2 separate regions of the Danio rerio genome follow, and region 1 is linked to region 2. Evidence: chromatin contacts called from public HiChIP or PLAC-seq data. All regions are on one chromosome and are shown on one strand. The core of a region is the stretch at or near the end of the contact, and the rest is flanking DNA. Distances in the headings are between cores, read along the strand shown. Region 1 holds the start of rbm39a (RNA binding motif protein 39a). Region 2 holds the start of rem1 (RAS (RAD and GEM)-like GTP-binding 1).

The links. HiChIP or PLAC-seq counts read pairs in DNA pulled down with a chosen protein or histone mark.
Region 1: a contact with region 2 is called in an H3K4me3 HiChIP or PLAC-seq map of gastrula embryo, with 2.9 times the contacts expected there. The contact joins the promoter of rbm39a here to the enhancer-like site in region 2. A contact is called at or near these places in 10 of 18 Hi-C or Micro-C datasets (caudal fin, embryo, fibroblasts and 4 more) and 3 of 4 datasets of contacts at active chromatin or transcription factors (caudal fin, embryo and gastrula embryo).

Annotation. Positions count from the first base shown.
Region 1 is chr11:26,392,726-26,399,859 of GRCz12tu, reverse strand. It overlaps rbm39a (RNA binding motif protein 39a), which reads right to left and starts at 3,050. Exons shown (of 16, transcript NM_001012304.1): 1 at 2,800-3,050; 2 at 2,220-2,285; 3 at 586-635; 4 at 321-503. The coding sequence starts at 2,270. It also overlaps a transcript of rem1 not described here.
Region 2 is chr11:26,360,172-26,367,580 of GRCz12tu, reverse strand. It overlaps rem1 (RAS (RAD and GEM)-like GTP-binding 1), which reads right to left and starts at 306. Exons shown (of 5, transcript NM_201174.1): 1 at 206-306. It also overlaps a transcript of pnp4a not described here. Within about 2 kb of position 6,155, at least 9 of the 62 cell types and tissues checked have an H3K27ac peak or open chromatin away from gene starts, as enhancers often do.

The DNA.
Region 1 (7,134 bases), core at 1,801-4,300, 35 kb before region 2:
GTCAACCCATCTCTGCTTATTCACCAATGATAACGAACAGGATAGACACTATACTCCTCTGCCTTCTTGGTAATATTCCCTGCAAGACATGCTCATACCCTCCATGGGCACCATGAGAACCTTTTACTTCAGGTTAAAGACTATGACATTCATGAAGTTGAATCAAATAATGAACTGGTGTGATGCAATTAAAATAAAACCAAACAGTAAAAAAAACATTTTGATTGGCCTAAACATGCATATTACATCATGAGTGCCATGTCTGAACTCTATGGACATTTGGCAAAGACTACAACCCAAAGCAAAAGTTGGTCACTTACAATGGAGCTCTGTAGCGACCGCCGCGCTCCCTGCTCCGAGAACGGCTGCGACGTCTCTCCTTGCTGCGGCTGCGCTTCCGGTCTCTGCTGCGGCTCCTCCTCCGGTCATGACTCTTTTTGCGCTCGCGACTCTTGCTTCTCTTCCTGTCCCGACTCCGGCTGCGACTTTTGCTCCTCTTTTTTCTTTTGATTGAAAAGTTGAGCGTCAGTTTAGTAAAAGATTAAGCATATTGAAGGAAACTGCTATAAAAGTAGGAAAACTCACTTCTTGCTCCGCTCCTCGTGGCCATTGGTACTTAAGGACTTGTTGTCATCCTAAGCAGGGTCGATAGAAGACAGCATGAGGAGGACGGCGAAACATTTCAAGTCGTAAGGATAAAGAAGGGATGGGAACAAAAGAGAATATGATATGATCATTAAATAAGAGTTCATTACAGGGTTTGTGTGGGAGGACGACAAATACAAGGGGGACCTTTAGAAAGCAACCACAAGGCTGCCAATGTCGTTCTTCCTTACTTGTGCTTGCATTACTTGTGTGAAACGGCCAAACATTGCTAGTGCTATGCTGGGTATGTAAAGCAGCATTGATTTTTTTTTTTAAAGACATCATTCATTAAGCAGCCCAACAGTTTCAGTACCAAGGCTATCTGAGCCTAAGACCCAAAGTGGCAACGCTAGCAGCCAGCCACTAAACGAGCTCCAGTGGTGGATGCCATTCCAGTGATCTTCACCCCATATGCCTTCGTGGATTGAAAGAGCTCGATGCCACCTCAGTCACACATCTCGCCCTGAAGCAAACAGGGATTCACACGGCTTAGTAATAGCGACTCCCACAGACCATCTAAAGTTGAGTTGATCTTTTGTTGTTGTTAAGAGGCTAGACGATTTACATGATAAATGTATTTTACAGTATCTTTATGACATTAAATGCTGAGCCCCATCATTCCCCGCTTGTAAAATCGCAAAATAACCATTAACAAGTATTTTTAAATGTCAGCAGCATGCATAACTAAAATATGACATATACATTTTTTTATAAATAGTTAACCAAAAACACAAACCTGCTGTTAACTCAGTCACCCTCGGGCCATCCAAGATGTTGGTATCTTCTTTAGAATATAATTTTTTTTACCTGAAGCTGTGGTCCTTAATGATTAAAAAAAAATTCAAGTCAACAGCTTCCGGCGCTTTTAGATGAATAAAAATATTCTTTAATCTTTAACAGAAGTAGGAAGAAAACTACACCTACATCTAGGATGGCATGTGTGTGTGAGAACAGCACATTTTTATTTTTAGGTGAACTACCCCTTTCATTTTGGTTTATTTTCAAATCCATGAATAACGAGACTCTGTGGATTTGCTTGGATACGTCATCTCCAGGATTTCTGCACTAAGATTATGACATTTTAGACCAATATATTTTCAGTGGATACCTCCCATATGTTTATACTATAAAACATGCAGCATTATTCTAGCCATTATGGAAGAAAAACTTCCTTGTAAAAGCTAAGAAAACCATGCATACAATAACAAATACAGTCTCCACAGAGTTTATACCAGATCTTTATGTTCATCCACTGCATTTATTCTGGCGGTACCTATGTATCAATTTTGCCTATGTATTTCAACCAAGGGTACCACAGTACATCAATATATTGGGCAATTACTACCTTCATTTTTTTGACAGTTCACACTGGAATTCATGGGAGTAGAGGTGAGATATAGGCAAGTCTACAAAAAGAGATAGATGGGCAATTTATTCATTGAAACCACTATCACAGAAACATTCAAGTTATTGATCTGACAATAAAGACTTAGAGAAAACACGACTGGTTAGCAGTTTCAAACCAAAGGTCTACAGATTATTGAGCACATTTATCAACTTGAACAAATACCCACCTTTTTATATGGAGCCTCGAGCATTGCTTCAATGTCCAAATCATCGGCCATGTTGTTGTTGTTGATCTGCAAACGAGGAAAATTGTGTTTTTACAGCTGTTTGAGTGTTAAACTTAATACATAAACAACATTTAACAGTATAGGATATTTAAATGAACCGTATCTCAAAATAGCCCCCAAACTGTACATTGCTGACTTCGCAGACACGCGTGACTGGACGGGGTCATAAAACGCACGCTTAACGTTAGCTTCCTGGCTAATTGTTTTTCTCATAGCCAGTCGATATCAAACCAGTTATTTGTCGTATTTTGAAATAGTTGGTGCATTACTAGCAAATATACCAAACATATGTGAACTGTTAGATGTTTTTTTGTCAACATTTAGGTAGGGAATTTTAAAGCTTGCTTTGTTAGCTTGCGAGCTAACAGGCTGAAGTCGTCTCGTTATAGCAAACAAACGGAAAGTACCATCTTTTAATATTGAAAATACAATGATAGGATTTCAATACATAACTTTTCCACACAACACCTACAATAACGTTTCTCCAAACAGCCACTAATAGTTGGCCCTTTCGCCTTACCTTAAAACGTTTACACTGCGGCCTACAGAGCGTCACAGTCTTGGCTCCACAAACGAGCGGTAAATCCCGGATCTACGGTCCGTTTCAGCTACAGTTGCAACCCTGGTCGATTGATTCGAATCCACGCAAACCTAAAAAACACAATTATATTAAGCCAAAACTTTGTCGTTTCAATTAATACTAGTCACAATGTGTGCGTTGCGGTTATAAACGACGAACTGACTGGCGGCAAACAATCCCTGCGCGTGCACGTCTCGTCTTGTTGCATAAGAAGAGTAACGCGCGAGCCCGAGAGTCCAGCAGAGGGAGCTCGTGTTTAACACACTGAAAGCGGAAAAACCGAGAAGCCCCTGTCTGCAGCCTGCAGAAATGGGCGGAGATGAATGTGGGGCGGGGCTGCACATTCAGCCACGCCCACCTGTAATTTCATTGGTTAGTGGAAACGAATAGCGTGAATGCCCACTACGTGATGTCAGTAAACAGGAAATGCATTTTCAACTTCTTAAATATTGTTTTTATTGTTAATAAACACAAAAATACACAAAAGTGGTCATTCTTGCTGAGTGTTTTATATGTTAATTATGTTAACAGTTATGTGAATTTCATAATGGTATTTCTCCTGCTAAAAAATATTACAAAAGACTCAAAAGACTCTTTTCACAATGGTGTCACTTAAGAAATGCAGTGATTTTAATTCTGATATTTTAATGGTTTATTATTTTGCTTCAAAATGCTATTGCATATTGCATATTTACAACAAATAAAGACAGAGTCTGAAAAAATCAATAAATAAAAATGCAGTGTTTTAGTTCAGTTTAATTTTTTTTACCTTTGAATGGGAGAGATCTCTGGAAAATTTACAATTGAAAATATTAAAATTATACTTTGATTTAAGGCTATTCAAAATATTGGCCATGTGTCCAATTGTTTCTCTTTTAATACTGCACTGCTTTGAGTTTTATTAAGAGCAGGGATAAGATATTATTTATTAAGGGAAGTATATGTTTGTAACCTTTTTACTTATTAAATCAGATTATTTCATCATATAATGGATTTATTTTTACTTTTATGCTGCTATGAATATAAACGTATATTATCTGTTATATGTAAATGTTCCAGCATGATTAAATTGTTTTATTTTTTTTTCATATTACATGGTGTGTCATCTATGGATGCAATCAATTTTATTATTTATTATTTACTAATCCATTAAAGTTTTGTTCAGTTTCTCCATTTGAATGAAGACAGTGCTCTGCTGCTACCTACTGGGTGGTTTTAATATCTGTTCTACATTTTAATTAGTAAGTTACAAATAATTTTATAATCTAATATTACTGAATTAAAATGCAGTCTTCTTGGTTTTATTTTTGTAATATTTGTAGATACAGGGTAAATACTTTAATACCACTTTCTAACAACCCTTCTGGATCCATTTCTTCACTGTAGATCTTTAAAAATATTTTTTGTAATGATTTTGTTTGGTTATTAAGAGTCACATACAACATTGTTATTCTATTTCATTTAATTAGAATATTAAATACACTTAATATTATATTAATAGGGTGGCAAAAATGGACAGTTTTATTTATTACTTATCTATTAGGACACAAATTAAAGAAAATAAATTTGACATTAATAAGTGCAGCACTCGTGTAAACTTCTAAATTTTTAATTTGACAAATGCTGATAAATACATACCAACTTCATCTTCAGTAAAAACACCAACACAAAGCAATACACTGTTGTAAGTCCCTCTTTCTCGGTTCAAGTAAAAATCTGGCAGATGTTTTTTTAGATGTCAGATGTCTCACCTACAGAACATTGTGTATGCACATGCACACATGTACAAAAGGAAGACTGACAATTTATAGAAAAAAAAATAAATTTAAGATACAGCAGTTTGTAATTATTATTACCTTTAATAAACATAAAAACAATTATATATTTTTTACAGGGAAATTCCACTACAGAAGTAACAATCTGCTGAGCAATATATTGGGAAGTCATTTGTTGAACAGAATGCTTGCAGGACCCCCCTCTCGCCATACCCAACAGACAAAGCACTTTGTCAAAGTATATGGCACTCTGATTGATGACACCTAAATAAAATCAAGTACATATTTAAGCAAGACACAACCATAATTCAAAGTTTTAAAACTAACGGAGTACTGTAAAAAGTGCTTGGCATATTCTGTACTCTTTATCACACACACACACACAGCCTGCTTCTTGAATTTTGGATTACTGACAATGGCTCGGCGAGGCAGTGGCGCAGTAGGTAGTGCTGTCAACTCACAACAATAGGGTCGCTGGGTCACTGATTCGAACCTCGGCTCAGTTGCCGTTTCTGTGTGGGGTTTGCATGTTCTCCCTGCCTTCGCGTGGGTTTCCTCCGGGTGCTCCGGTTTCCCCCACAGTCCAAACACATGCGTTACAGGTGAATTGGGTAGGCTAAATTGTACGTAGTGTGTGTGAATGTGTGTGTGGATGTTTCCCAGAGATGGGTTGCGGCTGGAAGGGCATCCGCTGCGTAAAAACTTGCTGGATAAGTTGGTGGTTCATTCCGCTGTGGCGACCCCGGATTAATAAAGGGACAAAGCCTACAAGAAAATGAATGAATGAATGAATGAATGACAATGGCTCAGCAGGTCCTGGATGTCAGTGAGAGTTGCAGAAATGTCCCATCACCATCCTGTGTGACAACTCTCAGTAGGATACACTGCAGGATCTCAGGCGGCATCTGTACAAAATAACCAACAATCATCAACATGTCGCTTAACATACAGTATATTAAAGTTAAACTCAAATAATTAAATATGTTTGTACTAGGCATGCCCCCTCCTCACATTCCCCTTTGCATAAGTTTCATTCATGGGTTATAAAGTAAACAAAAAAAAGAGAACATGAAGTGTAAATAAATATATAAAAAAAAAATAAAAGTAAAAATCTATTAAAACAAAAAGAGAGAAAGAACTGAGGTAAAATAAAATAAAACAGAGAATATGCTCCACAAGAATCATAGTGATGAATATATCAATGCCAATGATCTGCAAACAGAATGTAGTATAGATCAGTAAGTTAAGAATCAAGTTTTATATTGTGCATATTTAGCATTAACATTACCAGAATATGTAAATTAGAGAACATGTCACAAAGAAAAATATATTTTGTTATCTTTGATATCAATAAACTTCTTCTGATGGACTGTGTTGCTCGAAACTCTTTAAAGTTTACATTATTCTTTTAAGTGAATAAGACCACTAACTGTACGATCAACCTGGAAAACGCCAACCCTAACACAGAAAACATTTTTTTAAAGGCTTTAAAACTTCATTTCTCCTTAAAGGCTTTTAATTAAATAAATTACACATACTACGTAGCCCGTGAGGTGTACTGCACTATAATTTAACCATTTAGGCTACATGACAGAAGACGTGTACTTACCATGCAGAGATGAAAACCGGAATCGAAAGCATACATTACATCAACGTCAATATGTTTCCGTGAACCAATGAAAGACTTGTAGGCGGAGCGACATGTTCAGTCCCGCCCATTTATGGGCGGGGGTGAATATGCAGCCCCGCCCCGTGTTCAGCCCCGCCCCGATCTGCGGGCTGCAGACGGGTGTACTTGGAAAAACTGGGAAAAACGAACTGGAAACAGTAAATGGACACGCAGACGATACCCTTGATGGAAAAAAAACAACGACCCTTGATGATACCCCATTACCACACCCTGATACTTTCTTTCTTTTTTATTGAAGCATATAACTTATAAGCATACAGGGTTATGATGATCCATCATATTTAAATAATTTAGATTGTACAGCTTATTTTTTCCATTATTAGATATATTTTAGCCTACTTGTTTCTTCTAATTGAGGTCAAATAATTACAAAATATTTTAAAAAGTTTGCAGAAAAAATTAAGAGAGGGAGTAACAGACGTTACTTTTGCCCAAAGCTTTTTTCTTGTGTATGTGTAACTTCGCGAGAAAAATATCAACTTCAAAGCATTATCGAGTGTATCATAGCCAGTTTTACTATTCAAAAAACAGGGAGAAGAATTGTGCATTCATCAAAGTTAATTATTTTGTCAAATGAATCGAAAATCAACCCTGAAACCTGTTTCCAAAAATCATCAGAAACTTTACAAGTACAAAACAGATGTACAAGACTTTCAGGCTCATTGTTACAAACAGAACATTGTGGTCAAATGACTTTTTAAAATTTATTAGTAAACATATTACGGGAGTAAAAACATATAACTTGTTGACCAAAAATAACCTATAAAAGGTAAAGAAGACTGTTTCCATTTCAAAATTGCTTTCAGGAAA
Region 2 (7,409 bases), core at 4,906-7,405:
AGCTGCAGTTTGGTGAATCAATCAGTTCGCGCGCAGTGGAGTTTGACTCGCCGGCTAAAGAGAAACGCTACACCGCTGCAGTCAAGACAACAGCCCGCTGAGCTCCACAACGCGTTTAAAAATTAAAGAGCGGAATGAAGCTTTTCTCTAATTCTCTCTCGCTGTCTGTCACAGCCTCCTCTCACCCGCATGACCTCTCACTCACCTTTATCTCGCCACAACAACTTTTAGGGCTCCAGAGCGCGTCTCTCCTCAGTTCATCCTCCCACTTTGCCCTCAGAGAGGCTGCGGCGTGAAGTTGCATGTATCGTGTCTTTGTGATTAAACACAGGTGGGCTCCTGTTGCCAACTCAGCTCGAGCTCTGTGCGGAGAAACGCGTCTTCTGTTTATATTACTCACATGGTCCCATAAACACAGCTCAACAAACGGGCCCTCGACTGTAAAGTCTCGTGGGTCCCCGCCGAGCGTCTCTCAGCATCATCCAGGGCCACGAAATGTTATAATGTGTGTTTTTAGCACCGTCCCACTGCATCTCCATGACGTCGAGGTCCTGTCATTTCCTGCTTTTGAAGCTGAGCTGAGATATCATACGTTATCAGGAGGTTCTCGTTAGTGTAATGGCTTTGATTTTGAAAACGCATCTTGATTTAATGATGTCATCACTGGGAAGTCATGCAACGAGGAACCACACACATTGCATTTATTTTTCTTTAGAGACAAACATCCACAGCTGTTTCTTTTTTGGTGCTTATGCAATTGGATGATGACTGTTGGAGTTTTATTGCTTGGTATTTTTGTTTTGGTTTCTAAAACAATTCATTGGGAAAAGCATTGCAGTGTTTGAATGCACATGGAAATGAAAACAGTAAAATAAAGATGCAAGAAGGTTTATTTTCTGCTTAGATCTTCTTCTTTTTTTTACCAGGAATTTTTAATTCTCTGAGGCTCTGCTGAATCTTTTCCAACTGAAACAACAAAAGTAATCAAAGCAGTCGCCTGTTCACTGGGGTGCTGAAATCCATAAGTGTGTTTACAGAGCAAGCCTTGTTCCCACACTTTGGTCAATTGCATCAATGTCGCCTTACTACTGTTTCAAGATTTGCAAAGTGGCTTTGAAATGCGCCATTTGCTAGATAAATAAAGTCATATATAGTCATAAAATGAAGCACTTGAGTTCTTTGAGGATTGACACTTGAAGTGTCATTAACTGCAATAACATTTGCTTGCTGAATGGTACCAAACTCCAACAGCATGTTTTTTCCGACATGGGAACATTTACATTTGCATTTTCTCATATAGCAAGTTTTTTTTTTCCAGAGTGACTTACAAGTGAGCATAAAAGATGCTCTTAAAATCAACAGAGAGTTGCAGTATTGACAAATATTTTTTTTGAAAGAACAGTGTGTCCAACAGGTGGTTTGTCAAGCCCACTTACCTACGTAGAGCACACTCAAAATTACACAATGTTTTACAAAGATTTTGGAGTGCTTATAAGAAGCTGTCTGGTGCATATGGAGAGGAAGAGCAAAAGTCTTCTACGGGTGGTTAACAAAGATAGATACAATTAGCATCCTCTGCAAAAATTCAGGCTGCATATGCAATTTTATGTACTTTGCAAACAATAACTAATAACTAAGTTTAGACATAATCGGATTATTTGCTTTAATCTGAATAAGTCAACAATATGATTAAGGTATTTACGAGTTGCTGTTTGAATGTTCTTTTCATGATCCCGTTTTACATGTTACAGCACATAATTCGATTGAAGTCATTTCGTCACCACGGCTATCCACATTTCCTCCAAGTTTTATGTAACTTTGGGTGTTTAATTTTTAATGTGTTGACTTTAACTGCAGTTTGGCACTTTCACCTTTATTCAGGAACATTTCATGCATGCTCCCTGTAACAAAAGAGATATTGGACGTGAGTATGAATTGCTGGAAGAGTGTTGTTTTAATAGAATTTTATACTGCATGCTGTATAAGAAAATACTCAAAGTATTTTTCAATGCAGGTGTCTGTAGTCCTTCACTGAAATGGTAAGTGCAGAGAATAGAGTCAAACAGTCCTGTGTGTATAGACTATCCTTTCGCAAAATGCGGTGAAAATCCTACACATTGATAATAGCTTCATTAAGCTGTTTACACGTCTTTGCTGCACTTCAATAATGTGACTAAAATCGGCATACTCCACATGTCTTAATACAATTTCTGTTTAGTTCAATATAGACCTTAATTGGATTAGATCAATCAAAAATTCCTGTTTACAGACTCTTAATCAGAGTATTGTCTTAATCTAATTAAAATCGGATTACTGGTGTCCATGTAAACATACTTAATAAAATATACAATGAGCAAGGCCATGACCTACAGTATACTTTAAAAATGTCATCAAAATTGTATAATTTCATCCAAAAAATACAACCGAAAAATTCAAATCAATGTGTCGATACCGATTTATAATTTTTTAAATTAAAAATCTTCAAGTATCAACATCATCAGTCTTTAAAGGTTCAAGACACCATCTTTAAAAAAAAAAATTCTTTAACAGATTTGTGTGTATTGTGTGTACGTTAACACCTGTCAGCTTTAATTGTGGGGAAAACTGGATAATTTTGAGCTAATTTCATCTTCCTGGTTTAAAATAATTTGTGGGGTGGGATCAAAATCGGTGACATAGCATGTATCTGCTAGTGAAGTGATGACGCGTCGGTTTGTCATTATTACTCATAGCACAGTTTTCTTATCCCATGAGAAGACCCAGCTTCTTAGTTATTCATGAGTGCATGTGCTTTCCGAAGGCAAAACAGACCTGCCAAGCTGTAAGACCCAATGACAGGGTAAGACCACGTCCACGTATGGCACGGGTTGTATGTTTGTTTCCGTGATCCACAGGGTTTGTTGCATGTTTTTCCCTGTGATGCTGTCCCGGCTGATACAGCAAATCTGTTGGTTTGCATCAAGGATTTTTGTCAAGAGATCTGTGCGAGAATTGGAGAATTTATGACTTGAGTTCGTTATCATTCAGACATCGCCTAAATCCGTGCTGCAGTGTTTGCCTATGTTTAAAACCTCCAGATTACCAGCAGGGCTAATGGTTGAAATAGATAAAGAGACCTGTTGCACTGCTAGCCACTGTGTCTGCAATCAGAACTGGGTATTGAGGAAGACAGAAGTCCTTATAGAGTTATAGAGTTTAAACACGATTGTCTTTATAATGATATAACAAATTGTGGTTATCTGTACATGAAATTATGAATAACAAAGATAGCAGGGCATTAAATTACTTACTCTTTATTTCTTTGCATTTTAACTTAGTAAACTGTAAACTCACAGGTCTCCTCACAGTTTGTTTCTCATTTTGTGAGCCACCTGACAGTTGTTTTCCCCTATCTTTTTCCCCTGCTCTGTCGGCCATGCCCATTTCTACCTCTGCTGGCAGCGCTCCACGCCCAACATGAAACATTTTTTGAAAAAATGAGGGTAGACTTGAACTGAAAGAGGTTGCTTTCATGACCCTTTAAACAATCAGGAGGAAATTTCTTTTTAAAATTGTAAAAGTTTGTGTCCCTACAGCGAGATTATTCTATATTAATATAAAATGTCTGATTTTTAAACATGTAATGCTACAAAATGAACATGGTCATGAAACATCCACAGCTTAGTTTATGTGGCACTAAAATACACACAGTATGCATTAGCATGTCTGAAGACACATTAGTAAATCATGGTAGCTACACTAAAGTGATTGTGCTTATAGAAATGAAAGTGAGGATCAAGCCAATAAAACAAACTGAAAGCATAGACAGATAAAGAAAAGATGATCTATAAAATTGTTTGACTCAGTAAAATGATTTAATGTAGTGGCTCCATTGATTTCCATCTGTAATATATAGCAGCTGAAGGAAAGACTCAAAAAGGTAATGCGTTCAGCACAGGGCTACACGGGGAGTAAATCCTCATGAGGTATATTGAGATGGACGTCCATATCTGGAGTACACCTAAAATACAGACATCACAGTGACAGTTACTGTTTACAGCTTATACAACCTTAAAGGGACAGTTCAACCAAAAATGTAAGTTCTGTCATCACTTATTTATCCTCATATTCTTAAAAAACAGAAGTGGGCATTCTGAAGAACTTGTTCTGCCATATGAAAGTCATTTTATGGAGTATAAATTACATAAGAACTCTATGATTTTTATTAAGTACATGCACTTAATATCTAGATACATCCCTAACAATGTCAGAACAGTTAGGTTTAGACAATCTATTACATAGATTTGTACTTGAGTAAAAAGAATGCAAAATAAACCCATGTTGTTACCTTATATAACCCAGTACTTAAAGTAGTCTAAGGACACAAATACTAAAATAAAGTACAACTACATTTTACATATGCACAGTGTATTAAAGTATGTTAGTTAGTTACATAATAATAATAATCTAACTTGCACATTTAAGGTAATGTAATCTGACAAAAAAAGATTTTTGACCTTACATATTAAATAAGTTTAATAATATTGGCCCAAATACAAAGAGAAAGAATCAAGAATCAATAATTTTATAGGAAAAAAATCAATAAAATCACTAATTGATTTAAATATAAATAGTTTTACAAGTCAATAATTTTATTGGAAAATAAAAATCCAAATATTAATAAACTAAAACACCTAAATTAATAAATGTTAACTGATGATTCAACTTTTGTTAACTAAATGTCATGTTACCAAAAATAATTTAGATTTGGCGTAAACTGTGAACAATATGCAAATGGGATGTTAAATATTTGACGTTAACATAAAATGAAATGAAATCAAGGTAAACATTTTAGACATATTACACAAATAACCATGAATAAAATCATGTTAGTGTGTATTAATATTAAATGGTCTTGCAGGTAATATTAAAAGTCTTGCAGGTTTTAAAAATTTAAGTTAAGATTTTTAGAATTCTTAAATGGTGAATGCCTCAAGATATGATGAATAATTTGCTTTTTGTATTTTACAATAAAATAACTGTAAGCCATAATATCTAAAGGTATTCAGTAAGACCAGAGGTGGCCAAACTTGGTCATGGTGGGCTGGTGTCCCACAAAGTTTTGCTCCAACTTACTTCAACACACCTGCAAGTAAGTATACCAAGTAAAAACTTGATTATCTTATTTAGGCATGTCTAGTTGAGGTTAGAGCTAAACTCTGCAGTACACCGGCCCTCCAGGACAGAGTTTGGGCACACCTGAGTTAGATAATATATAGTATTAAAGCAAAATACAATCTAATTACTACTAATAGTACTTTTGTTATTGTTTTACATGTATTCACTTGTATCAGTGCATCAGTTAGGCCCCAGCACTATATAGCTTTGGAAAAAAAAAAGATTTCTCTGGATTTATTAGGTATGGCTTTAAGAAAAATGCTAATATTTATTTTTTATAAAGGTCTGATAACATTTCTTCCACATTAAAAAAAAAAAAATTCATTTAGAGATTTCTGAATTTTTTAAATTGGTGATATGTATTTTTTGATTTGTTGTGAGTGAAAATCAATCATGAATTCCTAACTACTCTAAGGATGAAAGAGTTGTATTGTGTTAGACACGCAACATTTTATAAAATGAACATTATATGTATAAACATTATATAAAATGCCCTAAATGACATCAAATTTTTTTGAATTTGAAAGAAATATCAACTGTGTTTTCAAAATTAAAACAACAAAAATTATGTTTTATCCAAACACGCAAGTAAATTGCCAGTGATATACTGTATATGGGCAGCTAGAATAAAAGCAGTTTTTGATTTTTCAAACACCATTTTAAGGTCAAAATTATTAGCCTCTTTAAGCTATATATTTTTTCGATAGTCTACAGAACAAACCATCATTATACAATAACTTTCCAAATTACCCTAACCTGCCTAGTTAACCTAATTAACCTAGTTAAGCCTTTAAATTTAACAATGAGCTGTATAGAAGTGTCTTATATGTCTTTTGTTATATATATGAATATATATTTATGGCCATAAACTTGTTCACCACAGCCTGAGACAGTTTGTTTAAGACAGGAAACATGAGAAGTTTCTCTGCTGGGGCTCTGGACATCTGCAGATACTAAAGCCATGTCTCTGTCACGAGCAGAGCAGGAAATCCCAGATCTGTTTATCATTATCTCCATTTAATGGAAACCTTTATAATTTGGTGCTCAGTGTGACATGATATGCGAACACGCTAAATGTTTTTGCTTGTTTTCCATGTTCTTTGTCCCCAAGGCCAAAACACTTAAAGACCAAAAGTCCATATGAATAAATCTTAACTGTAACAGCTCCCATGGGTGGCAAGAGGTCGTGCTTGCACTCGCACGGCCTTGGAATAAAGTGTCCGATTGTTTTGGAGATATGACCGATTGTCATGGAGAGGAAAATGACATGTTGTTTTGGAACAGACTGTTGGGAAATGTGAAACCTTCATTAACCTTTCATGGGCGCCAGGGATTCCATGAATGTACAGCATTCTCTTGTTCTTCATTTATCTTTAAGATGGCCTTTAGAGTCATTTCCAAAACTGTGTAATATAACACCATCTTCATCAGCCCAATCCTTTTTCCAAACCAAGCCTTTGTTTCAGAGTAGATAAGGTACCTCTTCCTCCAGCTTATCTGATTTTCAATGTCAGATCTCCAATAAAGCTACTTGGGTTAATGAAAGTGTTGCTCAAAAAAAAAAAAAAAAGAAAAGAAATAAGATAAAACAAATCATTAAAATAAACCATTTTTAAAATTCTTAACCATTATCAAACAAATGAAGCTTGGTTCCCTATTTTTGGAACAACAAGGATAAAAAAAGTGTATGTTTAAACATGATTTAGAAGTGCAAAATGTACTTTAAAATGACATTAAATATTTATCTAAATAATTATTTTATCACCTTATAATTGTGTGATATATACTGTATTACATAATTGTACCAAAAACTTTTTACAGCCCAGGCTCACTGAAAATACGTGCCTCAGCATACTTTTTTCAAAATGTAAAGTACATTACCCTGGGTAAGTTTCATTGTGCATTTCTAATGACAAATCCTCTAGAGGGTGCTGTTAATTTTTTTCTAAAATCTAAAATATGTTACTAAGCAGTCCCTCCAGGATTTCGCAGGACTTTTTTTTCTAAAATGACTGATTTTGCTGCAACATTTTTTAAAATTTGCGGCAAAATTTTGTGTTGATTTGCTGTAAAAAATTATACCGCAGACAAAAGTCTTTACTATATTAATTTTTAATTACTCCTAGACCCAAACAGTGGGTTCTGTGACTTAAATTTTAAAGGGCCACGAAACACCAAAACACATTTTTTGAGCTGTTGACAGTCGTATATGTGTCCCACACTGCTAGAAACACTATTAGGACACCTATATT